Linked DNA regions of Mus musculus: regions 1, 2, 4, 5 and 6 are each linked to region 3. Evidence: chromatin contacts called from public HiChIP or PLAC-seq data. All regions are on one chromosome and are shown on one strand. The core of a region is the stretch at or near the end of the contact, and the rest is flanking DNA. Distances in the headings are between cores, read along the strand shown.

The links. HiChIP or PLAC-seq counts read pairs in DNA pulled down with a chosen protein or histone mark.
Region 1: a RAD21 HiChIP or PLAC-seq map of pro-B cells shows a contact between it and region 3, with 4 times the contacts expected there. The contact joins two enhancer-like sites. A contact is called at or near these places in 1 of 15 datasets of contacts at CTCF or cohesin (pro-B cells) and 1 of 484 Hi-C or Micro-C datasets (cerebellar granule neurons).
Region 2: a contact with region 3 is called in a RAD21 HiChIP or PLAC-seq map of pro-B cells, with 7 times the contacts expected there. The contact joins two enhancer-like sites. A contact is called at or near these places in 1 of 15 datasets of contacts at CTCF or cohesin (pro-B cells), 1 of 484 Hi-C or Micro-C datasets (embryonic fibroblasts) and 1 of 115 datasets of contacts at active chromatin or transcription factors (large pre-B cells).
Region 4: a contact with region 3 is called in a RAD21 HiChIP or PLAC-seq map of pro-B cells, with 8 times the contacts expected there. The contact joins two enhancer-like sites.
Region 5: a contact with region 3 is called in a RAD21 HiChIP or PLAC-seq map of pro-B cells, with 7 times the contacts expected there. The contact joins two enhancer-like sites. A contact is called at or near these places in 1 of 15 datasets of contacts at CTCF or cohesin (pro-B cells) and 1 of 115 datasets of contacts at active chromatin or transcription factors (large pre-B cells).
Region 6: an H3K27ac HiChIP or PLAC-seq map of large pre-B cells shows a contact between it and region 3, with 7 times the contacts expected there. The contact joins the promoter of Paqr3 here to the enhancer-like site in region 3. A contact is called at or near these places in 5 of 39 promoter capture datasets (cranial neural crest, frontonasal cranial neural crest, hippocampal neurons and 2 more), 2 of 15 datasets of contacts at CTCF or cohesin (large pre-B cells and pro-B cells), 19 of 484 Hi-C or Micro-C datasets (brain, cerebellar granule neurons, cerebellum and 12 more) and 3 of 115 datasets of contacts at active chromatin or transcription factors (astrocytes and large pre-B cells).

The regions. Positions count from the first base shown.
Region 1 is chr5:97,905,402-97,910,085 of GRCm38.p6, forward strand. All of the region lies in intron 16 of Antxr2 (anthrax toxin receptor 2), which reads right to left. Among named protein-coding and RNA genes, the nearest start is that of Gm34097, 61 kb to the left of the region's middle. Within about 2 kb of position 1,435, at least 11 of the 459 cell types and tissues checked have an H3K27ac peak or open chromatin away from gene starts, as enhancers often do. A contact at or near this core is called in pro-B cells, where this site is marked.
Region 2 is chr5:97,958,554-97,963,351 of GRCm38.p6, forward strand. Antxr2 (anthrax toxin receptor 2) reads right to left here. Exons shown (of 17, transcript NM_133738.2): 12 at 2,057-2,152. Among named protein-coding and RNA genes, the nearest start is that of Gm34226, 55 kb to the right of the region's middle. Within about 2 kb of position 1,293, at least 21 of the 459 cell types and tissues checked have an H3K27ac peak or open chromatin away from gene starts, as enhancers often do. A contact at or near this core is called in pro-B cells, where this site is marked.
Region 3 is chr5:97,599,124-97,603,590 of GRCm38.p6, forward strand. No RefSeq gene overlaps it. Among named protein-coding and RNA genes, the nearest start is that of Gm34029, 35 kb to the right of the region's middle. Within about 2 kb of position 2,473, at least 18 of the 459 cell types and tissues checked have an H3K27ac peak or open chromatin away from gene starts, as enhancers often do. A contact at or near this core is called in cortical neurons, pro-B cells and uterus, where this site is marked.
Region 4 is chr5:97,877,756-97,882,588 of GRCm38.p6, forward strand. No RefSeq gene overlaps it. Among named protein-coding and RNA genes, the nearest start is that of Gm34097, 33 kb to the left of the region's middle. Within about 2 kb of position 2,571, at least 17 of the 459 cell types and tissues checked have an H3K27ac peak or open chromatin away from gene starts, as enhancers often do. A contact at or near this core is called in pro-B cells, where this site is marked.
Region 5 is chr5:97,977,810-97,982,468 of GRCm38.p6, forward strand. Antxr2 (anthrax toxin receptor 2) reads right to left here. Exons shown (of 17, transcript NM_133738.2): 8 at 2,165-2,225. Among named protein-coding and RNA genes, the nearest start is that of Gm34226, 36 kb to the right of the region's middle. Within about 2 kb of position 2,837, at least 34 of the 459 cell types and tissues checked have an H3K27ac peak or open chromatin away from gene starts, as enhancers often do. A contact at or near this core is called in pro-B cells, where this site is marked.
Region 6 is chr5:97,110,222-97,114,802 of GRCm38.p6, forward strand. Paqr3 (progestin and adipoQ receptor family member III) reads right to left here and starts at 1,375. Exons shown (of 7, transcript NM_001359910.1): 1 at 1,038-1,375. The coding sequence starts at 1,222.

The sequences.
Region 1 (4,684 bases), core at 185-2,684, 310 kb after region 3:
TATATCATTTTTAAGTAACTGAAATGTGATTATAGAATTCAGCGATGAAATGAATTTAAGATATACAGGTGAAGAAAGGGTTCAACAGGGGAGAAAGCATAAGACAGTGCAATGAAAAAATATATTTTTTCAAATTATCAAAGCAAAACATATTGTTATGAATATAATAAAAAATTGAATCAAAAGAATTAATTTCTCTAAAGTTACTGAGACTTTGGCTGTAAAAAAATAAAACTTTTTTAAAAAATTAACTCCCCAATTAACTTTTTAAAATATGATGACCTTCAATTACAAATTATTATATGATTATTTATAAATATGACCATGTTTGTTTTATTTATCATGCAGTTGATTCCCTATCATGTAACAAAACTGTTGATGGCATGTACATACTAATGTTTAATATGTGTTTTCACAATGCAAATATTCAAGAAAATGCATACCAGTTTACAAGTCTACTAAGAATAATATGGTAGAAATATTACTGACTTGATTTAAATAGGATGCTTAATGGAGTTGGAAAACTATTTATTCTGCATAATAGCTACAAAATCCATGATTGAAACTAAAGCACTTACCCTAACAGTTGAGAGAGGAGGGGGTGGAAGGCTGGTTTCCTGCCCATCCTACGCCTGCCCCCAGTCAGTGAGTAGAAGATTCGAGGGCTTTTGCTGTTGCCAACCATCTGGCAAATGAAGATGAACACAACCAGGCTCATAGACTAGGCCATCAGGAAAAACAATCAGTGAAGAGCCCAGCACTTGTGATTGAATGAGTACTGCTGTGCTTAGCTGTTTATGATGTAGCTGCAACCACCAACTTCCCATCAACACCATGATGGGCCAGGATCTTCGAGCGATTCTATGGGGCCTCTTCTCCTTAAGCTAACAGAGGAACTGCCATCAAGATTTTTTCCACGCCAACGATGCTGAATATCCAGAGAATAGTAAATTGGAACTGCCAGTGGCAAGCGTCATTTGAGAGTAAAATTTGAGGGTGGGCAGTGTGATACATTTCTGTCATCTCAGCATTGGGAGAGACAGCTGCAGGGGGATTGATACATGTTTGAGTCTAACCTTGTCTATATGTGAGTTCTCGGCCAGGCAGTGCTCTGTGGTGAGACTCAGTCTGAATTTCTCTTTGAGCCTATAGTGTAACACAGGGTAGCACGTGGAATAGTTATGCTCATTACGCCCTAAGATTTTATATGATCTCCATTTGGTGTTGAGTCTTCTGAAGAACATATTCGCATGTTAATCTTCCTAGATTGAGCTGTGTGAACGGTCCTTGTGCTCAAGTGGCTGTAACTGCTAGAACCAATGGTTCCTGTTCTCTAGGGCTCAGGAGTGTCCTCAGGGAGCTGTTTCTATAGTGCTTTTCTGAGTCCCCTCTCTGTCTGCTCCTTCCCTCCTCTTTCTGAGGCTGCCACCTCTCTTCACTGTGTTTTATCTTCCCCTAGGGGCCCCCTCTGACCCTAGTTCACCACCTCTGAACTGCCCCAAGAATGGAAACCAGATGATCAAGCATCCGAAAATAGGCACAATTTAAAAATAAACGGCGTAAATGAGCTGAAACTTTTCGGCATCTATTTTTACTGATGAGAAAAACGATTCATCTATTTCCACTCACAGCTTAGGGTGTGTTGGAGGTATGAGAACTGTGGCAATACCATATGGCTTAAAATAATAATGTCTTGGAGAGAGTCTATGGAATAATTCAGCAATCTGATTTATATGTCGAATATAGAGCTATCGTTTCCTAAATAAAATTGTGAAATTAAGTCTACACTTCAACACATTGATCAAAATAGAACTCAGTTCGAGTATCTACCATATCTGCTCAGCCACACCAAAACCCGTATTATGTATATTCACTATCACATGAGAAGCACCCTCGTATTCAAACTGCATATAACTTCTCTCGACTTGAAAACCTAGCAAAATGTGTGCTTTGTTGTATTCCCTTATTTAAATACTGGTTGTAACTTCTTTTGCATTTCAGAGGCTAAAAAAATAATTATTATATTTGATTTTCCAAGAGACAATGAATCAATAGAGATGGCTCTATATGTCTCCCTCACCAAATTTCGCTTATGCTGACAGTCTCTCTCTCTCTCTCTCTCTCTCTCTCTCTCTCTCTCTCTCTCTCTCTCTCTCTCTCTCTCTCTCTCTCTCTCTTTCTCTCCCCTCTGTTTCCAGATAAATGCCAGTCATTTGGACAGGGCTAACTCACAGAAGGTGCAGCAGGCACAGATGGTACTAATGCATAAATGTAATCTAGCAAAAGAACGCCAACGCCAAGCCATAAAAGGTTCCAAGTAACTGCAGTGCACTTACAGGAAGTCTGTGATTGGCAAGGTTAACGCCGCGACAGTGAGGGCTCACTGTTTGTTCCCAGAGCAGCACTAGAAAGTCTCAAGGAGATGAGCATATCTCATGTATGTGCCACAAGTGCACTCATTTACAGAAAGGATATATCCTTAGAAATACCAAGGTGCACACACAAAGCACACAGACACATTCCTCCTGCCTCAGTTTGTATAGTAGCTGTCTTACAAGTGGGCATGTGCTAATAAGAAAAACCATTAAATAAAGATACTATGATCTTTGCTATTGTCTGAACACATCCATATATTGAGTTGTTTTTTTCTTCATAGTACTCACTGAGACTGTTATAGTTTACCTATGGACATGTCAGAGTATAACTCCTTCAGTTACCTTCACGAATATCCTCATTCATGGGGCAATGTCTCATACTAATTTTGAATATTTACCTACTGTCTGCCTTATGAGCTAGCAATTAAATCCATAAGAAGAAAAATTCAATGTGAATCTTGTTCATTAATTCCTCCACTCCTTTGTAATAAATCATACAGTGGATACATATTAAATGAAATCAAAAAATGAAGAAACTCATACTCTTATTTAGCATCATTTGGATACTCACGGGAAACTATTGCAAACCAAGGACAAGGATACTTAGTTCACTCTTTGTCTTATTCTCTCTCTCTTGCCCTCTCTCTCTCCTCTTCTCTAAGCATGGAATTCCCACCAGCTATCCATTGTCTAGGAAAATGCAACCATACCTTTAACATTTATATTTTGTTAAATGTTAAATACAAGCAAAAGAATAACAGGGCTAAATTTGTTTAAGAGTCTTGCTTTTCCCTGTTCTTGAAGACTGCTGCAAAAATAAATAAATACATACATACATACATACATACATACATACATACATACATAGGGAGATAAATTCAGCAGAATACCTAGTCTGGGAAACTAGGAAGACAGGTGATGTATAGAGCTGGGTGGGGGTGGGGAGGAGAAAGGACAGGGAGGGTAAGAACAGAACAGCAGTGCAGGAAGACTTTCCAGGACAATTAACTATAATGCCCTCATTAGCTTTAACTGGATAAAAGTGATCTATGTGGCTTGAAAAAAAAAAAAGAGATTTCGCTTTCATTTCGTTGTAAACCCATGAGTTTTACTCTCAAATCTTTACCTCGAATGTGAAATGGCCAAGTTCTAAATGGCCACCAGCGTCTAGCCATGAGTGGCACTGAACAATAAGGTGCTAACGTTTTCCTGTGTGTATGCACACAGAGGATGTGTTTCCATCTTGTCTAAGCAGCACCGTACGCTCAGGAGTATGTTGACTACTCTGCCTCTGCAGTATCGCGGCAGAAATAACAATGATTTATTTCTATCTCAGCAGTTAGTGGACAGAAGGGTCATTTTGATGGCAGACCTTAGCATCCCTGGCATACAACTGCCCTTCCTGAAGAGAAGAACTCGAACATTTTCAATTTTAAAAAGCACCTTAGAGACTTTCACTTGTGCCCTAGGGCCATCATCACATAAAATAAGGTCAACTGACCACAAGCACAGTGGTTGCCAATCTGATGGCATGCCAGCTGAGGAACAGGGAGGTCGCATATACGGTGTGGATCCACTGCACAGAAGAATGGTGCATGTCCGTCCGTGGCAGACACAGCAACACCCATGATATCATCCCTCAGAAAAGTTAGGAAATTCAACATTTAAATGTTTCCTCCTGAAGGCCTCCATTTAATACTTGAAGAGTACAGTTGACTTCCAATAGCTGAATTGGTGGAAAGGAAACCTTAAATAAGAAGGAAGCCTTAAAAAATTGCTGCTTTGTATATAAAGATCCCATCCCTAATGTGAAAAAAATATAAAATATTCAGAGTACAGACAAAAGAACAATCACAGACATGCTTAGTAAATGCAACATGGTGGTTGCAAATGCCTTGTAAAATAAATAAAAAAGTATACTTTGTTTTTATTCCATTTAGTTATGCATATTGTGATGGAATTCACTGTGAAACCTGTGTGTGTGTGTGTGTGTGTGTGTGTGTGTGTGTGTGTGTGTGTGTACTATGCTGCAATCATACAGTTCACAAACAGAAACGAAATTGGTATTCATGTAGCATAGTCTAAAGCAGATTTTTAAAATAGCCTGAGAGAAAAAAATATGATAATTATTTAATTCTTTGTAGATTGGTAGAGGATATTTTTTTGTCTTACTCGTTCTGACACTTATAATTTCCCCTTTAAAACATTGTTATTTTCTAATAAGTAAAAGAAAAGGTGTTTGCCATATACTACACAGGGAACACACATACAACACATAGCCAATGGTTATGTTACGTTTCCCCTCATAT
Region 2 (4,798 bases), core at 43-2,542, 360 kb after region 3:
CCAGGTGGGACTACAAGTTCACACTCAGGGCCTGCTGCTTTTCATTCTGTTTCCAAGTGCAAAGCAAAAGTGGCTGATCTGGCCAACACATTTCAGTACTGATGGGACGCCATGCTATTTCTGCAGCTAGGAACTCCTCCCGAAATCCTATAATGTGCCTGAAGGGACTTCTCAATGCCTTGCATAACACAGGTTCCTGGTTTATTATCTGCAGGGTCTCAGGTTAGAACGGACCTGTTTCACAAGCTGATGCTAGAATTTCCTTTATAATATCCAAATTTATGTTCTAAAGCTACATTTCAGAATAATAACAACTTCCTGAAAATGGTCCATATCAGTTTTTTTTTTTTTATGTATCTTTAAGGGAACAGTGACACACTTGGACACTTTTGCACCCTGTGACCAATAGTAAATGAAATTACTACCTAATGAAGGGAGGAATCTGCCACCGTGAAATTTAAATTAAAAATGCAAGGAGCACAAATCACATTAGGGCACCTTTTTGCTTTTTAATTTGAGACTCAAGAATGCCATCCACCCCAAAATAGCCGTGTCTAAGGTAATCAAGATTATATGGGGGAAACTTTTTGAGCATAAACTGCTGTGGCAGCAACTTGATGAGTTCAGCAAAGAGACAGGAAGCGTCTCGTCCCTCCTGATGTCTGAGTTAATGCCTTGCCTCCTCTGTGGGCCAGCTACCTTGAGGTAAGGGATCCTAAGGCTGCCTCAGGAAAGCAGACTGCAGTACAGGTGGTAAGAAACATAGCCAGAATATAAACCATTGCCTGATACTGTGAGAAGTTGAAATCACTTAGCAAAGGGAAAGGAGAAAAACAGTCAGTCTTTTGTGTGATGAGATAATGAAAGTGTGCTCACGTAAGTAACACTCTCAAAACAAGAAATACACGGAACACACTGACAGATTTTCCTGGGATAATCTTTTCTATGATAAAATCTAGATAAAAGGGATTAAGTAAAAATACATACATAAATGTGTGTGTGTGTGTGTGTGTGTGTGTGTGTGTTATGCACTATTATGTAGAAGGCTGAATAATACCTCTGTAGGGATGCCTGTAACCTAATCCCTGGTACTGTGAATAAAGTACCTTACATGGTTAAGGGGTTGTGATGATTAACAGCCCTGAGATAATGGGCCCATCTGGGATCTACAGGTCTTTAACATTGGGTAGCCTTCCCACTTGGATTCAGTTGGAGAGATCTGTAAGTCAGGGGGATATGACACAGAGGGACTGACTCTGGCGTGATGAAAGACATCACAAGGCAAGGAATGAGGCTTCCTCTTTAAACAGGAAGTGATAAGGAAAACAGACTCTGCCCCAGAGCTTTGGAGAGGCATGGGTCCCCAGGGAAGCCCATCAGCCCAGCAAGCCCTATGTAAGCACTGTAGTGGATTAACCACTAGATAAAGATGCGAGGTTCTTTTGTAAGTCATATGGGTAGTGACCTATTAGGAAAACAGAGGGAGTTCCACAGTCCAGACTTTTGCATGTGCTTTCTGTAAACGTTAAAATGGCATAAGCTGTTTGTCTGTCTCTAAAAGGACCTGTTTAACTGATAGCCTAAGTTGGCATTGGACTTACCTCTAAAACACGTTACAGTTGTAAGATATAAGAACATCGTGTGTAGTAGACCTTCAAAGATATGAGCCTTTAAAACAGCCACAGAACCTGTGGTTCTCCTGATGGTGGTGGAAAGCAGCATCCATTTATCAGAACTATCCTTGAGCTTGAGTGGAAATGACTTTCATCCCATCTACCTCCAATCTCCTGACACTTCTGTCCACCAACCTGAGCTCCAAATTGTCTTTGAGGTGGGCTTTATGCTACAAGTATTAGCAAGTATTTTCTAAGATTTACTATAGTTATAAAATAATGGAGATTCAAGTTGCCAATTAAAACGTTGCTGTTGTAATTGCTGGATTAATCCATTCCCTAATTAATTTGCGGGACCATGTGACATTGATTCATATACCAGGCCTTACTTTGTATCGTAGTGCTTTGAAAAAAAATTAATAAGAGTTGAAAATTCTTCTTACCACTTTGCAGCAAAGGGGCCAAAACCACCACATCAAGGCAGCACCCAAGAGCAGCAACAACACCAAAATAGCTACGATGGCTGCAATCCCATTGGTCTGTAGAGGAAGAAAATAAAGAATCAAAAGTGAAGTTTAAGATCAAAACCCACAAGCTCTTTATCCTTTGTAAGAAGCCCACACTGGGTGAAAATGGCCAGACAATATCAGACCGAGATTCTGTTGCACTCTTTTAAATGTTATGAATGTATTTTTCTAATTGTAAAGTTTTTTGTATCTCACTTATAGCATGTTATGTCATGCGAAGATGGTTAACAAGACATGCCGCATCTTCCAACATGCTGCAGACTGATTTAAATATGTCTTAAAAGAACGTGAGAGCCACAACTTTTGAGGATTAAACAAATGGTCCCTTAGGGACTTTTGTGCTTAGGCAACAATTACGTTGTTTCAAGTCCAATTTCTTCCAGGCAAAGTTTCCCCAGGTTTTATGGTGATACAACAGCAATTACTTTATGTACTTGGAGGGTGAGGTAGATATAAAATGCAGGTTGATAAGAAAACAATGCCTGTGTCTCAGTGAAACTTCAGTCTGATAAGTCCTTCCTCTCACTGCCTTCTGGTCACATCTGACGCAGGCAAGACCTACACTTATGTTTCTCCACTGTCTGTCCACCGAGCTCCTCTACCCTTTGGGCACCTGCTCTGGGTCCAGCCTGTAAGCGGCACTGTAGCAACCACTGAGTCATCCTTCAGGCCTCAGGCTAACTGTTTCCAGTAGGAACCCTTCCTAAGAGTCCAGAGCTACAAATGCCCCACGGGATCAGGCGACACATTTAGACAGAATCCTCCTACATGTTAACGACAGTGCTTTTACAATGGAATTAACTATGACCTTTGGATGATTTAATTCCATTTTTCTGTCCTGACTGTGCATCTCCTAGGAATCCCAAGGCCATTTACCCATCAGCTTTACCACTTGATGCTCCTTGCTTGACATTTGCAAGCTACATACCAAGAAAGTGAACTCCAAATCAACAAGACTCCACGTGATGACACAGGTGTCGAAACGGACATCCACACTTTCATTTCATACACAGAACTGGGCACTGACTTTACATGAAAACAGTGTCTCTTCCAAACCCAACGTCTCTGGGACTCCCAGGAAAGCCATTTTAGTTGGTTGTCTTTTGTTGGATTTGTTTGTTTTTAAGAAGGAAAGAACTCAGGAAGGAAAAACAAAGAGGAAGAAATACTCTATCGAGAACTTTAGACAAGCATCTAAATACCGTCTTCTTAAGGCGAACAGAAGACAAGTGAGTATAGATTGGGAAAGAACAGGAAGCCCGTCCTCTTTCCCCACACGTTGAAGACTTAAGATACAAACCACACCACCCCCACAGGCAGTTACAGTAAGTACCGCACTAGGAAGGCAGGAATATGCAGGACAAGCACTTCCTAGAAGAGAAACTGCAGTGGACTCTGGGAGAACCCTATGCATTCTTGGTCTTACTTTCAGCGACAGGATCTTGTGGAGATCCTCAACCCCTACTTAGGCCTGGCAACTCAGCAATATACTCTCAGTGTGGATGTGCTGTACACCTTCAGGGAGAACTCTGTGAACATCCAGATCTCCCTTTTTTCACATTTATATCCTTTTCACAGACGAGGAAATGCAAATGAAGGCCACGAGTCAGCAAAAACTGTGGCCGATTTGTTCTTCCTACGCATATTCAATGAACAAGAAACTCACAAACCTATGCAGACTTTTGAAATAAATATTAAGTAGATAAGCACTTAAAATTCTTGATTTTTTTCCCTCAAAATCAAGGGCCTCTATTAGTAAGACTGACAAAAAACAATGTGTCTCCACAAAGGAAATAGATGTATAGTGTGGTGACACTATCCATAGATTCCAAAGACTTTCTGCAAAATGTAAAACTAGATTACATATATTCTAAAGAACTACAGATCTCACTTCCCTTTGTCTCAGCCAAGCATGATGGAAAATCAGTTGGGAGGAAGCAATGATTTAAAGCTACCTGACCTTGCTCTGAGTCTGTTTGTACTTATCCCAAACACTAGCTGTGCTCACTGTGTATGAACCCCAGCTTCCCCATTTCCCTTGTTTTCATTATCAGAGCTAACATCAGAGCATGGAGCGATCAGTGTGATGAAGGAAGTAATTTCATTGTTCACATAACTTTATAAACAATTAAGGAAAGACGAAGAATGAAAACAAGAGTCCTATGAGCTGACGCCAAGGTGTGGACCTGAAGCCAGATGAGGAAGAACATGAAAGTAGGTCTTGTCACTCCTAGAGCTGTGTCACGATCACAAACTAAAAGTGTCCGGCTTTTACTTAGAAATGTTGTCAGTACACAGACCTCCAGTTGAAAAATCCTCAAAAATATTCAACTCATGATTGTCATTTTTTTTCTTGAATTAGATGGATTCGATATATGTGACAGACATCTAAAAATGCTTTCCCATTCATCTAAACCATACCTGAGAAGCCAATACCAAAGGCAAGACTGTTAAACAGGTGCCAAGGCCACATACTGAATATGCACTCCTGTAGCCAATGTGTAATAGAGATGGAACTCAAACAAATAATGACACTATGAAGTCTGAGGAAGGAGACCCAATAGACACATGGGGGAACCTGGCAGGCAATGCTTGAGGAAGGATGAGCAGGTGAGGGAACTGTGTAGTCTCAATGAAAGGCCTTTCACAAAAGAAAGA
Region 3 (4,467 bases), core at 1,223-3,722:
TCCTCTCTCTCTCTCTCTCTCTCTCTCTCTCTCTCTCTCTCTCTCTCTCTTTCCTTTGTTGTTCTTTTTCAAGGAATTGACGGTGTTGGTAATATACTTGCACAGGGGCAAGTAAATTCCGCTCACCTTTCACTGTAAAGGTGATTTTTGCTTTAATTCAAAGAAATCACAAAGGTTTACATGATTGTAATATGAATGTGAAACAGAAATAACATTCGACGGTTATCTTGGTTTGTCCAACTTGTTTTTTGGTAGATGCATTTTTTCGTGTATACTTTTATTTCTGAAATAGAAAAACATTAACTGAAAATGGTAGCAATGTGAGCTGCCTTGAACAGGTTTGGATGGGCTCTATTTTTATAGTTGTAGTTGTTGTTATTCTGTTTAGCTTAATATACACAAATGAGCTACATAGGGGTAAATTAGTAGCTTAGTTCCTTTTCTGTTTATCAAATTTCAGCTTTGCGCCTTTACAAAATAATTACAGACATGCTTAAAAGACTTAAACCAATAGGGGGGAAATACAATCAGACATGCTTTCGATCACTTTCAGCGTGGCCGGGTTCACTGTAGTATAGGGTTACTACCCTTCCTCACCCCAGCACGATGGCAAATTATGTAACATGAGGAGTAATCATTCCTGTTTCTAATAAGAAATTAATATATTTCTTAGAAATTTACATGGAATTCCATTCTATTTGTATAAGGATTTAAAGAGGAGTTCCTGAAACCATGTTTTTCTTAGATGTTCACCCTCAGTTTGTGTCTGAGTCTACCATGCTGCCTTGAGCTCTAACTCTGTGTTTCTAAAAAGCTTGATGTGTAGAAAGCATGGTGAGATAGCTGGCTAGGGTGCAGGAGCACTGTAGCTTTATCTCAGGTCACCTTTTGGCCCCAGCACCTATGCTGTTTCCATGCCAGCACCTACTTCCTCAGTGGTCCACCCTTTCTTTTTAAGTTCCTGAATTAAAGGGGACCCTTAGCTTTGCTTGGAGTACAAATATGAAAACATGTAGCAGGTAAACCCAAGGTGATCAGTTCACTGTTCATTACAATCACCATAAGACATGCCTACTGTGTGCCACCTTACTCACATAGTCTAAAGGTCAATTAGTGCTTCTCGAGTGCTGTGTCCTCAGGGACTCACTGGCTTTATTTCCTAGTAAGGGCAGAACAGCTGAAGCAGCCAGTCTGCCTCTGAATACTCACCTACAATGAGTTTGAATGGAGCTCATTTCTTCTGGCCTTTAGTGTCTTTAGGTCCGAACATCTATTTCTTGTTGGTTTGACTTCACATTTTTCTTGTGTATGTGAATAAAAATACATTGCAAGTCAGTTCACAGCGCAGAGCTGATTTGCACAAGCCCTGCTACATAGCTTCTGATGCTTTCCGACTAAAGAAGTTCAGAGTCATCAACTATCACGAGGTTCACAGTAGGCTTTTTTTATTCCTGTCACTTGCCTGTGATCCCTCAGCAAAACCCTGACACTCAGTCCTTCTGATGTGGCTGAAGGGCTTAGTCCTTGTTATGACCAGAAAATTGGCCACCTCAGCATGGTGTCAGCAGCAGATTCCTGTTCTGTATACAATTTAAGCCTTGCTGACGCTCAGAATGCAAATATGTCTTGGGTGACTTGGTTTGTCAGGCTCTCTGATACCTGCTTTGGGTTAAGGTGGCCGAGCACTTTAACAGGGAAGCCCTACTTCAGTTAGGGTTGTTTGCCTATCACAATAAAAAACAAATCCCGTTGAGGATGTGTCCAAAGTGTGCACATTCATATGTCTATGCAAATAGCATCTTATACAGCAGAGCGCTCAACTCAGCCCCCTCACATGGAATGCTCAGTGCCTGGAGCTACCGTAGCTTGAGTTTACTGAATGTTGGAGACGAATCGTTCAGGGTCTATGCTTTGTTCAACGATCAGGAATGGATACATATAATTTGGGACCAGAAATAAAATCTGCACAGGCAGAGGGAATTTAATCAAGCCTGAAAAAGAAATGATTATGTTACTTTTTGGAAAGAATCATCTAGTCTGCTGCATTTCCAGTGAGTTAATTTAACTGTCTGGGCAAAAAGTTCCATGTTATTCCAGTGTTATTATGTTCTTACCCACTAACCAGAGGAACAGCATTATTTTAATTTATAACTTGTTATTCCTCTTCATATGTAACCAGTAGGTCAGCAAACCATTTCCTTCAGAGCATAGAGTTGCCTGCTGAATAAAATCAAACTGGCACCTTGTACATTTCTGACATGTTTTGTCCTACCGCAGGACTGAATTGTCATGCTTACATTTGCTCTGCATAAACCATTGTTCTTGCAATACTTTTTTTTTTTTTTTAATGAAAGACTCTCCCCACCTAAAAGCTGATGGGGCACAAGTCACAGTGTCTCAGGAGATCATCAGGCTGGAAATGTAGTTCTGGTTCAAGATCACAGACAACACAGGAAAAGGACACCCTGCCCAGGAAAGAGCATGGCTGCACTACCCAGCCAAGCATGTAACTAACCGTTTAGTCACCTTCTCTGTCTATGAATGACAGGAGTACATTTTCAACAGGCAACCAATTTGGTCTAGAAGGGTTATATTGCAAATCCTCAAAGATTGCTTCTGGAATGTTCTTAGACATTATTTTAGATCTTTTTATGTTGGTTTCACTTCCCGGGCATTATTTCACTGAAAAACCTAATACTTCTTAAAATTAAAAAACAGCCAATGGTTTAATAACAAATGCAAAGTGGTCCTGTGCCAAGGACATTTTAAGAACAATCAGTCACTGCTTAAGACTCATGCAGGTAGGGCTACAGAGTATAAGAAGTGCCCTATAGTCTCAGGATTCCAGGTTTAGTACTTAAGTGAGGATTTGTCAATAAACTAAATCACTCATGGAATCCATGTCACTTGGGAATAAATTGACCACTCTATGTGTCAGCATAGATAATCATCCAATGGTCTGAAAATGGAAAACCCAATGCTGATAATTTCTTTCCATCTATGGTAATGAGCAACTTGGTCATTATCTGAAGTTGGTCATCTGTAATTCAAGTGTGTCAGTATTTAGGGAACCCTGTAAAGACTGGAGTGTGGCACTGTCTGACTTAAAGTAATCTGGATTCGCTGGATTTCTGCAGCCTCTCCCTTTACAAGACTAAACAGAAATGCTATGCTCTCACAAACAGAAAGCAGACCAGACAAGACAGAGCCAGTTTGATCCTATTTTTAACACGCACTTGTTATGTCACCTCGGGCACAGTCCCAAACGTCTACAGCTCAATTTCTTCATCTGGAGGAATTACACAAATCATACATTAATCTAATAGTTGGCTGAGAATGCAAGAGGAGTCAGGAACAGAGTGTTCAAGCATTGCTAAAATTCGAACGAGGATTATTTATAATTGTATTTAACACTATGTTGGCTGACTCTCCTATTTTCAAAGATAAAATAGTTGTTTCATCTCTGTGTGCCACAGGTTGTTTGAAGTATGTTACCTGCTGACATGGCATATAAAATTACATGTGTAAAGACATGTTTGTTATTATTATTTTTTTTTTTAGCTATAAACAGGCACAAAAAACTGCCAGATGCTAAGGTTTGGAAAATGTCTTGCTCGATTACACTTAATTTTGGGGTCTTCTGATATCTACTGTTTAAACAGTGACAAAGTAAAAATGGGAAGATAATTCCATTGCTCAGCTACCAACATATCAGTGGTAAAGCAGCATTGTTTGCCATCAATAGATCAACTGAGATGAAAGTGTTCAATGTCATATGCATGAAGGAGCTGCAACAGCAGAGTTTCCATTTTCAGAGAACAAATGGGACACTGTGTATTATTCTTTGGAAGTGAAATCTTCAATTTGTACAAATCTCCTTTCTTAAGATTCACTGAAGAGTTTGAAATGTAAGTGGCAATTAACCTAGTACTAAATATTCCTTGAATCTAAGATGTAAAAATTTCCATGGCTGGATTGACCGACTCTTCATATTCCCCAGAAATACTTGCAGTCACTGCTGAGTTTGTAACTTGCTCTGTGTCATCCTGAAGAACTTCTAGGTAGCAGTTTAGAGCTTTATTTAGTGGGCTTGGACTGCTCTTGGGCTTGGACTGTTCTTTGACTAAACTTCCATAAAGTTACTATGCAAGTGTCAGAACTCTTGCTACCAATATGAAAAAATACACATAACAGTTTAATAAGTTTATGAACTGACATTTAAGGCTTAAACTAATTTAGAAGAATTATTGAAATGACATTTTATTTCAGGCCTTGCCCCCAGCCCATTTTATTAATTATTAGAATTCAACACAGACTGGAACATTCAAAGAAGCACAAATGTATATAAAAGAAGAGAGGAGCTTTCCTCAAGTGTCTTAGTTAGGGTTTTACTGCTGTGAACAGACACCATGACCAAGGCAAGTCTTATAGAAAACAACATTTAATTGGGGCTGGCTTACAGGTTCA
Region 4 (4,833 bases), core at 1,321-3,820, 280 kb after region 3:
TATACAAATAATTTTAGATACATCATGATTGCGGAAAGTCACCCAAATTCCTATCCACAGGTCACCAAATGAATTGTCTCTTGTATGACTGTACAATGAAATATGACTTGGTAATAAAAATAAAATGAACCGCTGATACATGCTGCAACAGGCATAACAGAAAGAAACCAAAGCTCATCTCAAAAAAGAGATGATGATGGTGACAGCAAGGAAACATGCGTGTCACAAGTGGGGATGCTGTACGTGCAGGGCACATGTTAAGGGAGCCTTTCTGAAATGCTCTGTGTTGGTAATCTGTTATTAATTACCAGCTCGAGGGAAGATAATATATACTTATCTTTCTGGCTGTGTTCCATCTCAAGGGGGTTCCCTTGGAAAGAAGACCACTTGCCACTTCTCCCAAGATCAGCAAACACTACACAACTTGCCTCAGGCTAGGTCAGTCCCTTCCTCTTGCATGACTATAGCACACTTTCTTACCTCTTTGAAAAACTCTATTGTTCCATTCCTGTCTCCATCTGACAGTCAGATTGCAGACACTGGATTGTCTGCAGTATCCCATTGTCTTCTGCTGAGACTGGCACAAGATAGGCATCTGCTAACATTAGGAAGCAGACAAGAGCTTAACCTCAAGACACTTCCTTTCCTCTTGAGATTTTCTGCCAAGATTGCTCCGCATCCTGTGTTCTGCAGCAGTGCAGAATTGGCTGGGTTCTTCTTGGGAAACTTTGGGCTCCTTTCTCTTCATGATGAAAGGAAACTCATTGACTTCTAATCCTTTCATCTTTCAAATAGTCCTTTTTATCTCTGGAATGAAGCCCAGTCAACTTTGTATGCCCTCAGGACTCTGGCCCCAAAACTGTTTCTATCATTCTGTAGGCACTATGAAGACCTGAGTGCTGGGGACATTCTAAGAGGGCATTTCCTGGTTTCCCTGAAATACCACTGTTCTTCTCCCTGTGGGTCAGAAAGAGAAGTATTGGATACAGACTAGAATATAAACTTGGAACATAGTGTTATCACAAGGTAAAAACAAATATAGTCATCTTTCTTGGTTTTCCATTGTGAAGAGCTACTTCACCCCACATTCCTCAGAAATTAAAGTTAAGATTCTGAATTAATTATCCCTTAAGTGTTTTGAGTTCTATTTGTTTTTCTATCCAATAGTAACTGCTTCTGAATGATGTTAGACCAACAGTCTTCAAGTGTCCTAAACACAGTGCACTCCAGAAGCACCACTTTGCCCTGGCAGGCACACCAGCCTTGTCTCTCCCAGAGGATATTAAATTTATGTGGTTTAACTTTCCTGTAAGTTAAGCAAACGTAATATTTTGCAACAAATGGAATGGTTTACAGGCCTCATGATTCATCACTAAGACTTCATATACACTGGAAATTGTGTGGTGGCAAAATGAGGTACCGTGGAACAGAGTTTATCTATGCTTGGCCACATAAAACAGGTCCCACTGAGCATGAAATCTCATTGTACATGATCCGGTTTATGTTTTAAATTGACCACTCAGGATTCATGCCAGAATAACTTTTTCAACTGAGTATCATCAGAAGGCCCTTCCACCTTCTAAGCATGTTTTAAAAATGCAAATTAACATTTCCATAGGTTCTAGCAAAATTAGCATGCTACACTTAGTATGCACTTAGAATATACCTTTTGACCAAAAAAAAAAAAAAAAGAGAGAATGATGTATGCATAAAGACATTTTTTAAAACTCTCAGATACTCTATAGATACAGGCCAAGTCTTAGGTTCACAAAGCATATAAAGGTTTATGTCCTAAGTAGTTCATAATATTGTTAAATATGTAAATGTACTTTTTAAAAAGAGTGTGTAAGTACTGATATAGAATCTGAAACATACAAAAATGTCTCCTACCTCCTGGATCAAAATTAATAATTTTTCTACCAATTCAATCTACCTAGACTTTAACTCATCTTTATCATTTTATACTTTATCACACCTATGACTATCTTTATAATTGCTGCTTACCAATCTTTAATATATATGTGAGATTTGCTTCAATTTTAAAACAAGTTCTTATGAGAACATTCTTAATTATGGGTGAAAAACAGTTAACAGGTGGGAGGAAGTTCTGTTGAAGTCCATATGTCTATTACTGATGTTAGCATTAGAATATCAGTGTATTTTTGCCCATAGTCTCTGGTGATATTTAAATACCTTCTTAAATGTTTTTCAGAATGACAGCAGAAAGCTTTCCAGGAATAACTTAGTTAACGTATGGCCTTCTGCACAAATGCTTTGGAGGAAACAAAACTCTGACCACATGCTTCCATCTCCTGGGCGATCTTTCATCTGGCAAACATCTTCCAGCAGTGTAACCCTTAGCTCAGTTCATTGTGTGAAGTCTTAAGTACAGTACAAAACACGCAGCACAAAAGAATGGAGCAAATGGAGGGTCTCTCCCGGCTCCAGTCATGGCGTATCAAGATAATGAATTTCCACAGGGGTGGATTTAACACGGAGAGCTGAGCCTAGCTTGTAGGTCTCTTATGGTGATAGGTTAAAAAAAAAGTAGCTATTTAAAAAAGGGAACTCACAGGTTTGCGTGAGCTAAATAAAGACCCTTGCAACATTCGTGTCTTCCTCCCTTGAACTAATGATTGTTACTCTATATGGAGAAAGGGAACCTTCAGGCAATGTTCCTGCTGAATTATGGGAATAAACACAGGACAGTCGCAATGGTCTTTATATGGCAGCCGGAGACCAAAGGCAACTGCTGCTGTGAAGACTGTTGAAGGTTGGTGTGCGGTGCGTTGGAGGCAGATGAAGCTAAAGATTGTAGGCGGCAATAGAAGCTGAAGAAGGCAAAGAAAAGAAATCAGGGAGAAAATAAATTTGTGTTACGTTTGGAACACTAAATATGTAGAGCTTCATCATAGCCATGGGAAAGGGAAATAAACTATCTCTCTTCAATTTCGTTGGTATTAAAAGTTTCTCAAAGCAAGAAATTATGAACATATGTGATTATAACCTTGAGGTGAGATATATCACACTGATTTTTGAAGTTATGGGAAATATTTTTTAAAGAAAATTGACCCCCAGCCTGTTCATAAGGCCTGTTTGAGGAACTTGAGACATGCACTGTATGTCTCCGGGAAGCCCGAGGAATCAGCTTTTCTCTGTCATTTGATAAGAACTTTTGAAAGGATTGGTTTAGTGTTAGAAATGCATCTGGTTAGTAGTTCCTGGGCAGTGGCAGTACACTGAGTTATTAAGCCACCATGATGCTGCACTAAGTTTGCATTTAGTGTTGTGATATATGTGACTGAATCTCCTCAAAGGTACGCTGTAGGTCATGGTGCAGTCCCCAGTAGCTTCTTTAAATTATTTACAATTCTTTCCAATTTCCTGAAATATCTTTCTCCTTAGAGAAGGCTCAAGATGCTCATTACAAAACTCCTCAAAATTTCTCCTATAAAAAAACATTAAGAATTTGTTGAAGATTTTTACACTTGAGCATATTGTTTAAAATATAATCCTTCCTTCTGTGTGACAGCCTCACACAAACAAAGTATTTAAAGAAAACGAAGGTCTGTCATTGCTCTGTTTAATTAGCAGAAACTTTTAGAATTAAAAAGATGTTTTTAAAAGTAAAATAACTTGAAGAGAACTTGAGTGTCATCATCGTCATTGTCTGGTTTCACATCAGAAATTCAAGTCAAAATTCCATTTATAGGCGTCATCTGCTAGAACTGGTCAGTTTTGTTTCCCATTTTGAGTTTTTCTCCAGTTGCTTTTACAAATCAGATGGTGGAATCCATGAGCTTGCCAAGAGATTTAGATTTGTCCCTAATTGAGCACAGGATGCAACAGCTTCCTTTATCAACTGTGGCTTTGAATGTGCTCAGCCCTTCCATTCACATCTATTGTTTCCCATCAACCCCCACCCCCACCCCCGCCTTTGCCTTCATGAAAGAGATGTGTTTATTGTTAATGGTCTGCCCTCTGGGAAATAGTTTCTAATACTTCTACTTAGGTTGAACATATTTAAATATACATTCTAGTCATGTCTAAAATTTGCTCTATTTATGACTAACATTTGCAATCTTGCAAAGATAACTTATCAGAGATATAAATAACTTTTTAACGATTAGGAGATAAAATTTAGGATTTGGGGGGTATAGGATTCTTCCAGTAGTCATCTACATTAAGACCAGGGTAAGTCTGTGCAAGGCTCATTCTGTGAATAAACTCCAGATGCTAAACACTAAATCACTCAACAAAAGAGTTCTCGTTGACTATGTGCTATGGACAACATAACACAGGCATAGTTGTTGTTAATCAAGTGGGCTTTTCGTTTGTTTTGATTTTCCTTTTGTCTAGTGTTGACTGGGGGAAGTATACATTTTAAATTTCTATAATATATAAATGATTTCATAACTACTTCAGAATAGGGATTTTCTTTTGCCTCTGTATATGAAAATTTAAGACACCCAGTGAGACTGGAAGACCAGAACAAACTCTAAATACCTTTTCTAATGTTTTGCTTATCTTAAGAGAGGTTTTGGTCATATATGACTATAGTACCTGTTGCTCTAACAAATTCTTCTGTAAAACATTGACTAAGAAATTACACCATTATGACTAATTGTCAACTTATATGTTAGAGTTCAATGTCTTTTCTGTAACTAAACTGGCAGTTTGCAGAGCTAATACTATCAAACTTTACAAGGAAGAAGGCACTCATGACAAATTTGAAATAAACACTAAAATCTCTGATTTCATCATTTTCATGCAAACATCAGAACTGGGAGGAACTTTTGGTATGACTGAAGTGTTGGCCTCTCAAGCCAGCCA
Region 5 (4,659 bases), core at 1,587-4,086, 380 kb after region 3:
ATATTTCCGCACTCGATCCTCTCCACCAATAACCGTGACTTTACGACTCCAGCCAAGCTTGCTTCCTTTAGACGCTCTAGGTAGAGATAGTGGAGATGGCATTCATTGTCGCACGAAGCTTCTACTTTGGTTTTTATTAGAGTGTTTTCCAGTAGTAACCCAGGTATTAGAATTAAAATATAGCAATAATTACCTGGCTTATTTCTGTTCCCCCAATTCTATTCTTATAGGCTTTTCAAGAAAGAATGTGCTCTTTCTCTTTTCTCTCTCAGTCACTAAGTTCAGGAAGTAAATAAAACAAACAACTTGTCAACCTGTTTTGTCTTACAGTACAACAGACGTTCTGCTGTTTGGATTACTGGCAGCCGTGACAGGGACTAGAGGAATCTGCTTTACTGTCTCCCTATCTACAATGTCTAAAGACACTGAATTTTAGAAAAGGAATGAATATGAAAGAATATGCTAGAAGAAAAGTTGGCAGACCCAATCTCTCAATGGGTAGAGAAGACGTGCTGTGTGACTACAATCGAATATGTTAGCAATCCCAATGGTGATGGCCTCTTGTCCCAAAGGCAAACTGAAGTAAGAGAAATGTTACAGAGTTGATCTGAGTAAATTACAATTTAGGAATTGGGCAGCAAAGGGAGTTTGGGAGCCCCACCAAAAAAAAATCAGCAAGGCTCTTCTAGAAATAACATAGGAAAAATGCAAGTGTACACACATATGTGTACACTCACACACATTCACATCATAGATCTATCTTGTGGGAAAGTTCCTAGTTTAATAGTATAAATATGTTGGTTGAACTGAAGATCTGGGGTTTTGGGGTTTTGTTCTTATTTTTCAACGTGTATTAAATATATAGCTCAGATTTTGTTGAAGTTTACAAACCAGGCAAAATCACTTGTGATGCCGAAATGGACCTTTATACTCAGAGTTCCTTCAGGTTAATTCACCCTAACACCCTCTATCTTTCTGGACTTCTCCCTCCTACCACCAAGCCTGACACACTGTCACCAGCTACCAAAGCAAAGCCTACCGGCCACTCTCCATTCACTGCGTCATCAAAAGAGAAGTACTCATATGTTCTAACAATGTGCAGGCATACCTAACATGTAATTCAGTAAGAGCATAGACACTGTTGTCAGATGGACAAGGATCTAAAGGACAATGACTCACATATACTGAATCTCCAAACCTGCCTCTGCCTCACTTTCTCCATCTGCAAACTTGGATTATACAACTCCTGAAGAGCAATGTTAAAGTGACTAAGTAAAACTGTAGATTCAAGGAACATGGCTTGGAAGGCTCAAGAAGGGATGTAATAAAGACAAGCTATTATCTTAATGTAGTTTCCACCTACTTGCCTATGTTTTTCCTAGAAAACTAATGCTCTCCATCCTTAGAAAAGACCCCACTGCTCTGGAATGTCCCCGTGCATGTTTCCTGCTCCCTGTCTCGATGATCATGTATTAGGGAGCTAAGGGATGCAGGGCTAGACAGCACATCCATCCGGTAACCACGATGTTCTGTGATAATTTACATATGATAAATTCCCCTTCTCCTTATTCAGGATGGGACTTCTTTTCTCCTTTTCTAAAAAAAGTTGTGCTAAAAAGAACTCTAGGTCAACTTGAAGAGGAAAGTCGGCTGGGGAGAAGCAGACTGCCTGGGCAAGGATGTCTGGGAGGTGAGAACCTGAACCTGCTTTGAGAAGCAGCTGATGAAGTCGCCTGCTTCCTTCCTGCACTCTGCCCCTAAGTCATTTCCCTATGAGCCTGGAGCTTGCAGACAGGATAACATGGCCAGGTCATTAGAGCATAGAGCTCTGCAGTCCCAAATACCACCCAATCAGATAAAGGCTTCTATATTTTATTTTATTTGCCATAGAAAAGGTCTCAAACATGAACTGAATATACAGAACATTCTAAAAGCCTGTCACACAATATGCTCATTATTTAAAATAACATTTGAATCTTAAAAATTTGAATTTAAAATAGAAATATTTCAAGGAATTATTTAAAAATTCTTACACCAAAAAAAAGATGCCAAAAAAGTTAATTTTGCTATTCTCCTTCCAACATGAGTTTCAAATCATATCTTTCAGCTAGGGGAAAAAGAAAAATAATTTCTTACATGGTATTTTTAAACTCTAAACACTTACCCCCTACACAGACACTTGAAGGACTCAATTCCAGGATTTCAGTACATGATTGAGCTAATATCTGAAAAGGATAAAAAAAATAATAAGCTATAAGACTAATTGTAGCATGTGAGTCCCATGGTTATTAACAAAGTCGAGGTCCACTCCCTATATCTAAAGATGTCAGAGACAAGTCAATTCACCACTACCCATTGAGCTACAAAACTCTGTGTAAGCACTTGTGTTGTCGCAGGGTCTAACACTGTACATGGTAAATCCCCTATTTTATCAGAGTAAACCCAGATGATCATGGGAAAACTGAGCACTGCCTCAAAATCTGAACAGATAACTAAAATCTCCTCATATCAAAACCAATGCTATCCTTCCCAGTCCAGCCAAAACAACAAGACAGCAAATCAAACTGCCTGCTCAATCCTGCTGTTCGTTATGTTTTCTGTTTTGAAGTTCAAAGATTGCCAACCCATAACAGCTTCTTTATTTGACAACGTGTTCCTAGTCCATTTCCCAAGGCTTAGCTCCCAAGGGACACAACTCCCTTGCATGTATCAAACATCACACTTGCAGAACGCAGATCCCTTGTGAAAACCAAACAATTATTCTCAAACACAGTCTGCACTCAAGCATGTACAACGCACTGACTCAGAACCGCTCCACTTAAAGCGCTCTGAGACGCAGAAACCACCGCACGAGGCACAGGGCTACGAGTGAAGAACAATGAAGCAAGCTGCGCCTGATGGTCACCGGAGTTCTGCCTCTATTTTTAGAGCTCCTCTGCACTGCATTATCAAAGTCAGACAAAGTCCAGATGGTCTGTGATCAGCGTTCCGCTCCTGATGGAACTCGAAGACAGATGAAGTGCAGAGGTGGTCACAGCCCCTGCTTGTAACCAGACAGGACGGAAATCCCGCAGCAAAATAAATAAATAAATAAATAAATAATTGCAAACCTTTCCTGTGCTGTTGAATTACAGAGGAAATACAGACACTCAGTGTCTTAAACCACCTGTGAAATCACGGACCTATCCATGCTGAACGCGCCTCTGAATAAGAGACATCGTTTGAACCTTTGAAAGTTTTTTTCCAAATGAATACAAATTTTCATGTATGATTGAGTCTTCACTACAAACCGCATAAGATTTGAGATTTGGAAAAAAAAAAAAAAGCCACCAAAATTCTTGGATAACAACACTGGGGACCAATGGTAAAATCCAACATACTCTCCCTGGAGGAATGGAATCTCTGGTCAATAACACCTTTAAATATTTTTACAGAATTTGTGTAACAGACTCTAAAGGAGAAAACTTGTGTGGGTTAAGACTAAACCGAAAATATTCCAACTAATAAAAAAGGGCCTGATTGATATAGCTTAGGCTAATAAGGGAAAGTTTTCTTTTAAAAAAAAAAATAGGGAGTCATAAAGTTGGCACCAGTGTGTGACATAAGCCAGTTGAATTTGCTAAACATGGCCTCCCTTCTCCAGAACTCGAGCCGTGTGTTGAGAACGGAACTTGCTTCATCCATGAGAAGATACTTTTTGAAAAAAAAATCAATCAGATTACAGAGCAGGACCACACCATGATGAACAGCCTGTTCTGTACGTACAATGTAACCAATAACTGTTTAGGTTGAAAAAATAAACTAGAAATAACATTTAAAAGGTCTCTCTAGTCATCAAACCAATAATCACATCGGGACACAGATAAGTCAAGACAGTTTTTTAAGAAAAAGCACCTAGCCCTTCTATGAATTATGAATTTTACAAATGCAAGATGATATAATTTAAAACAAAGTTTATCAAAATCACTTCCAAATGAAAAAATAGTCAGAGAAGAGGCGGGTAGACAAGACTGACGAGAGAGTTAATACAGATTTAGAAATAAAAATGACTTGTAAATTTGTTTTCCTCATCTAGAATTTACCATATTCTATATTAAGATGGCAATAACTAGACACTGAATACTTTAATGCTGGAATGTAGTTTACATGCAATACTTTAAACTGTAATTACATTAAAGCACAATAGTTCATTTTTTAAAAAAAATAAATATTCTGTACAAGAAGTGACCAATGAGAAGCTCAAGATGTCAAAATGGAGATCTTTCAGGGAAAGAAAACAAGAAAACAGGGGCGTTACAAGACTATGGATAGGATATCGCTCGTGGAAGATGCCCAACCTAACACCCTGCGCTCACAGGGATGCCTGGCAGGGACAGAGGGAGCAAAGTCAGAAAACTTATCCAAAGCAGGAGGCTTGTGGCCCTGGTGAAAAGGGACTTGGATTCCTACATTTAGGATACTCCTGAAAAAATGTGTAGGCTTAAAATCAAGATGGTTTTGATGAAACAGCGATTCCTCGGGCAGATGGGTCCCCAGTGGTACAGAAGCATACTCTTGCACTTTTGTGGTTCAGAGGGAAGGTGCTGGACCCAACATCATCTTGAGAAAGAAGCTACTCTTTGAAACTAAACTATCCTTAGGGGCTGAAGATGGGGAACT
Region 6 (4,581 bases), core at 125-2,624, 490 kb before region 3:
AATTAAAACTCAAATTGTGACATCCACTTGGTCATCCATTCAAACAAGGCCACAAAAATCCTTTCAAGGCAGTACAAAAAGAAATGGGATGGGGAAAGACTGTGCTGGAGAGATCAATAAACGCACACGTGGCTGCTAGTTGGGCAATTCAACAGCCCACACTGTGGGAAGCAGAGATGGCCACTCCAGTGACCTGGAGGGCTGCACCATGCTTCTGATAGAGCAAAAACTTTAGTACATACAGTGAGGTCTGACAGAAGACTACCCTGAAAACCAAAGCCATTTTTAAAATTTTCTTTTTAAACAGAAGCTTCTGAGACTCTCATTTTAAAGCTCTAAATCAACAAACCCATGTTGTTTGGAGGCTTCTAAGGTGTTCTGTTGGTCTGGCTGTCCCCTTTCAGAGTTCTTTGCTACAGGGTTTCTCCTACACAGCACTTTCCACAATTACTATTATGTAATAGTGTAATTATCCCTTTAGTGTCTGCCACTCAGGCTAGACCTCAGCAGCTTCATGGGAACGAGGACCATGCCTGCCTTCTGCAACTGGTATAGTGCCTATTAGCTAGCAGAGCCTCAATGCGCATTTGGTAGATGATTGAATGAATCAGGGCTTCCCACATACATATGCACAACAATGTGGACCTGTCTGCTATTGAATGGACATTCAGCTGGCCAACACTTCTGAATCCCCACAGAGCTGCCCTAGAAACACAGCTCAGGTATACAAAGCAAATAAGGTTCGGCCTTTGTCAGTAGGGAAGATTCCAACCCATATCCCCAGTGATTACCAAATGGAAAAAAGGATGTAAAAGCGCTTTGTAAACAGCAAAGGGCCAATGGAGAAGGGAACGATGACCACTGTAAATATCATTGTTATTTCGTGGATCAAGGGCCCGCGGAGGAGAGAGAGCAGAAAAAAGATAAAGGGCCCAAAGGTGAGGAATTGATGCGCACAGAGAATAGCGGAGAAAGATGGGGAGAGCAGACAAAAAGCGTGAGAGGAGAGGATGCGCCGCAGGGAGCAGCCACTGTACCTTTTGATACACAGTCTGGAAGGAAGGTAGGCCCGGTAGCCGTCGGTGATGTAGGGGTTGTCTTTGAGGGATACCGGGATCTGTTCATAGGTGTAGAGGCGGATGCCGCGGGGTACCAGGACCGGCCAGTATTGGTAGCTGCCCAGCTCGATGTAGTGCGCACTCTTCAGCAGCTTCTGATGCATGGTTCCCAGGCGCCGGCCCGGCCCCGCCTCCCCGGGGAGGGGGCTTTGCCGCTGGCGCCCCCGCCCCGGAGCCGCCGCCGCTGAGCCAGGAGCTTCGGCCCGCGTCTGCTCAGGCCCGGCTCCGCTACACACACCTCCGCCGCTTCAGCTCTGGACGGCCGCCGGCGTCGCAGCCTGGTCTGACGTCAGCGCGCCGAAAAGCCCCGCCCTCTCCACGCCCCTCGCCTTGGCGGCCCGCCCTTCCTTCGGGCTTTACCAGCAGGACCCGCCTGCCGCCCCGTCCTTTACCTGGCTGGAGAGCCCCCTAGTTCCTCCTTCGCCAGCCAGTCAACCTCTGGCCCCGCCCTACTGGGTGTCCCGCCCCTAGCCAAACCCTCTTAGCCGGTCCACCGCTAGTCCCGCCCTTCTACCCGGGCCGCCCCTAGTCCCGCCCCCATCCGGCCCGCCCCTAGCCCCGCCCTTCTGCTCTGCCCGCCCCTAGCCCCGCCCCTATCTGGCCCACCCCTAACTCCAATCAGGTCCGCCCATCTCCCTTCAGCTTCAGGTGAAAAATCCAAATCCAAGTACGACCAAATCCAAGTGATTCTTTTTTTTCTGTTTTCCATTAGAAGTGATATTTACTGTATTTTGAATAACAAGAAGAGAGTAACAGAAAGGTAAATAATTCAAGCTAACTTACAGCTGGATGGTGTATTGTTGATGAGATACACACAGAAGGGACCTTGGTGTGGATTTTTTGTTTTTGTTTTGTTTTGTTTGTTTTTGACTACTAGGTACATTAGGATTTTTTATATATTATATTTATTAACAAGTTAAGGTCGTATTTAGGACAAGACACATATCATAGTAATTCATATAAATATCTACCTATATACACTGATACAGCTGTGTGAACTGAGGAATTATTTTATGATGGCAAGGTTAAACTTGAAACTTATCTTTAAAGTACGTTTATAAGAGGTAAGAAATGTGATCATGTCTTCAAGGTGAGTCACTACTGAGTGAGAGTCATCTGGTAATTATCTTTGAGTTCAGGGGAAGACCATGAAAATGTAAATATATATATTAAAAGACCATAAATATTTTATTGTTGGACAGTTTATCAGTCGGGAAAGAGACTCATTCTGGATATCACCAATCGTTTTGTTTTAGTTCAAACTGTCTAACTCAGATTTCTTTCTTTTATAGAATACAATGATACTTTATAAAACTTAATGTTTTTCCATATAATATATCCTGATCACTGCTTTCTTTCCCCCATCTTCTTCCAAATCACTCCTACCTTCTCGCCATTGAAATTCCATGCCCTTTTCCTCTCTCTAGAAAACAGACAGGTAGTTTAAAAATAAAACTATGAAACAAATAAAACAAAGGAAAAGCACAATAAACACAAATGTACAGAGATATGTACACATAGAAGCACACAAATACAGACAACTCTATAAAAAACACAAAATCAGAAACCATAATACAAGCAAAAGATCAACAGATAAAAAAGTCCAGCAATGTGGGACAAAACTTTTTTTTTTGGTAAGGCAAAGGACATTGTCAATGGGACAAAATGGCAGACTGGGCAAAGATCTTCACTAACTCTTCATCAGACAGTGGGCTAATATCCAAAATATATAAATATACAAAGAATTCAAGAAGTTAGACTCCAAAAAAACCAAACCAAAACCAAACAAAACAAAAAAACCAACCAACCAACCAAACAACAACAACAAAACCCAAATAGCCCATTTTTTTAAAAATGAGGTACAGAACTAAACAGAGAATTCTCAACAAAGGAATCTTTGAGTGACTGAGAAGTACTTAATGAAATGTTCAACATCCTTAGTCATTGGGGAAATGCAAATCAAAACGACCCTGAGATTCCACCTCACACCAGTCAGAATGGCTAAAATAAAAAACTCAGGTGACAGCAGATGCTGGTGAGGATGTGGAGAACAGGAAGACTCCTCGAGTGGTGCAGGGGTTGCGAACTTATACAACCACTCTGGAAATCAATCTGGCTGTTTCCCAGAAAATTGGAAATAGTACTACCCCAAGACCCAGCTATACCACTCCTGGGCATATACCCAAAAGATGCTCCACCATACCACAAGGACACATGCTCCGCTATGTTCATAGCAGCTTGTAGAGAGCCTTTTGGGGTGCCACTTGGCAGGAGTCTGACATTGGGCATGACAAGGAAATGGCCTTCAGGCAGGAATCTGACTTTAGGGCATAATAAGGAAGTAAGTTTCATCGAGAATCTAACTTTAGGTTGTAATAGGGAAGTGGGGTAAGGCAGGAATTTTAATCTTAGGGTGCAACAAAAGAAGTAGACTTTAGGTAAGATTTTGGGCTTGGACAAGGAAGTGGGCTCAAGTATTTTGGTCATCATGACAAGCGCCCCCCGCCCTCCTTTTTAACAACTAAGTTTTACTCTTTTTTTGTTAGATATTTTCTTTATTTACATTTCAAATGTTATTCCCCATCCTAGTTTCCCCTCCAAAAAGCCCCTCCCTCCTCGCCCTGATCCCCAACCCACCCACTCCCATTCTTGGTCCTGGCATTCCCCTACAGGACCTAGGGCTCTCCTCCCATTGATGACCGACTAGGCCACCCTCTGCTACATATACAGCTAGAGCCACAAGTTCCACCATGTGTTTTCTTTGATTGGTGGTTTAGTTCTAAGGAGCTCTGGGGGTACTGTTTAGTCCATATTGATGTTCTCCCATCAATATGGGGCTTCAAACCCCTTCAGGTCCTTGGGTACTTTCTCTAGTTCCTTCATTGGGGACCTTGTGCTCCATCCAATGGATGCATGTGAGCCCTTTTAAACAACTGTCATGGGAGTAATCATGGCAGTAATCACTTTGCTTACTGCCTTGTTAGTTCCTTATTGTACTACTGCTCACCCTTAATACTTGCATGTAATTTAAATGGTATAAAAAGCAGATTGGGAAAATTAAACTTGCCTTCAGTTTCAGAATTGACTGGGGTCATGCTACAATGTTGTCTAACTGTCTTTTTTCTTTTAAATCCTCACTCCCGTGCTGGAGAACCTGTTGACTGGCTGAGTGGTCTTGGTCAGCAGCTTTAATTGTAATAGCCAGAAACTCAAAGCAACCCAGATATCCCTTAGCCAAAGAATGGATACGGAAAAGGTGGTACATTTACAGAATGGAATACTATTCAGCTATTAAAAACAAGGACACTGTGAATGTTGCAGGCAAATGGATGGAACTAGAAAATATCCTGAGGTAACCCAGACACAAAAAGACGTGCATGGTCTGTACTCACTGATAAGTGGATATTAGCCAGAAATTTCAGAATACTCACGATATACCCCACAGATCCAACGAAGTTAAACA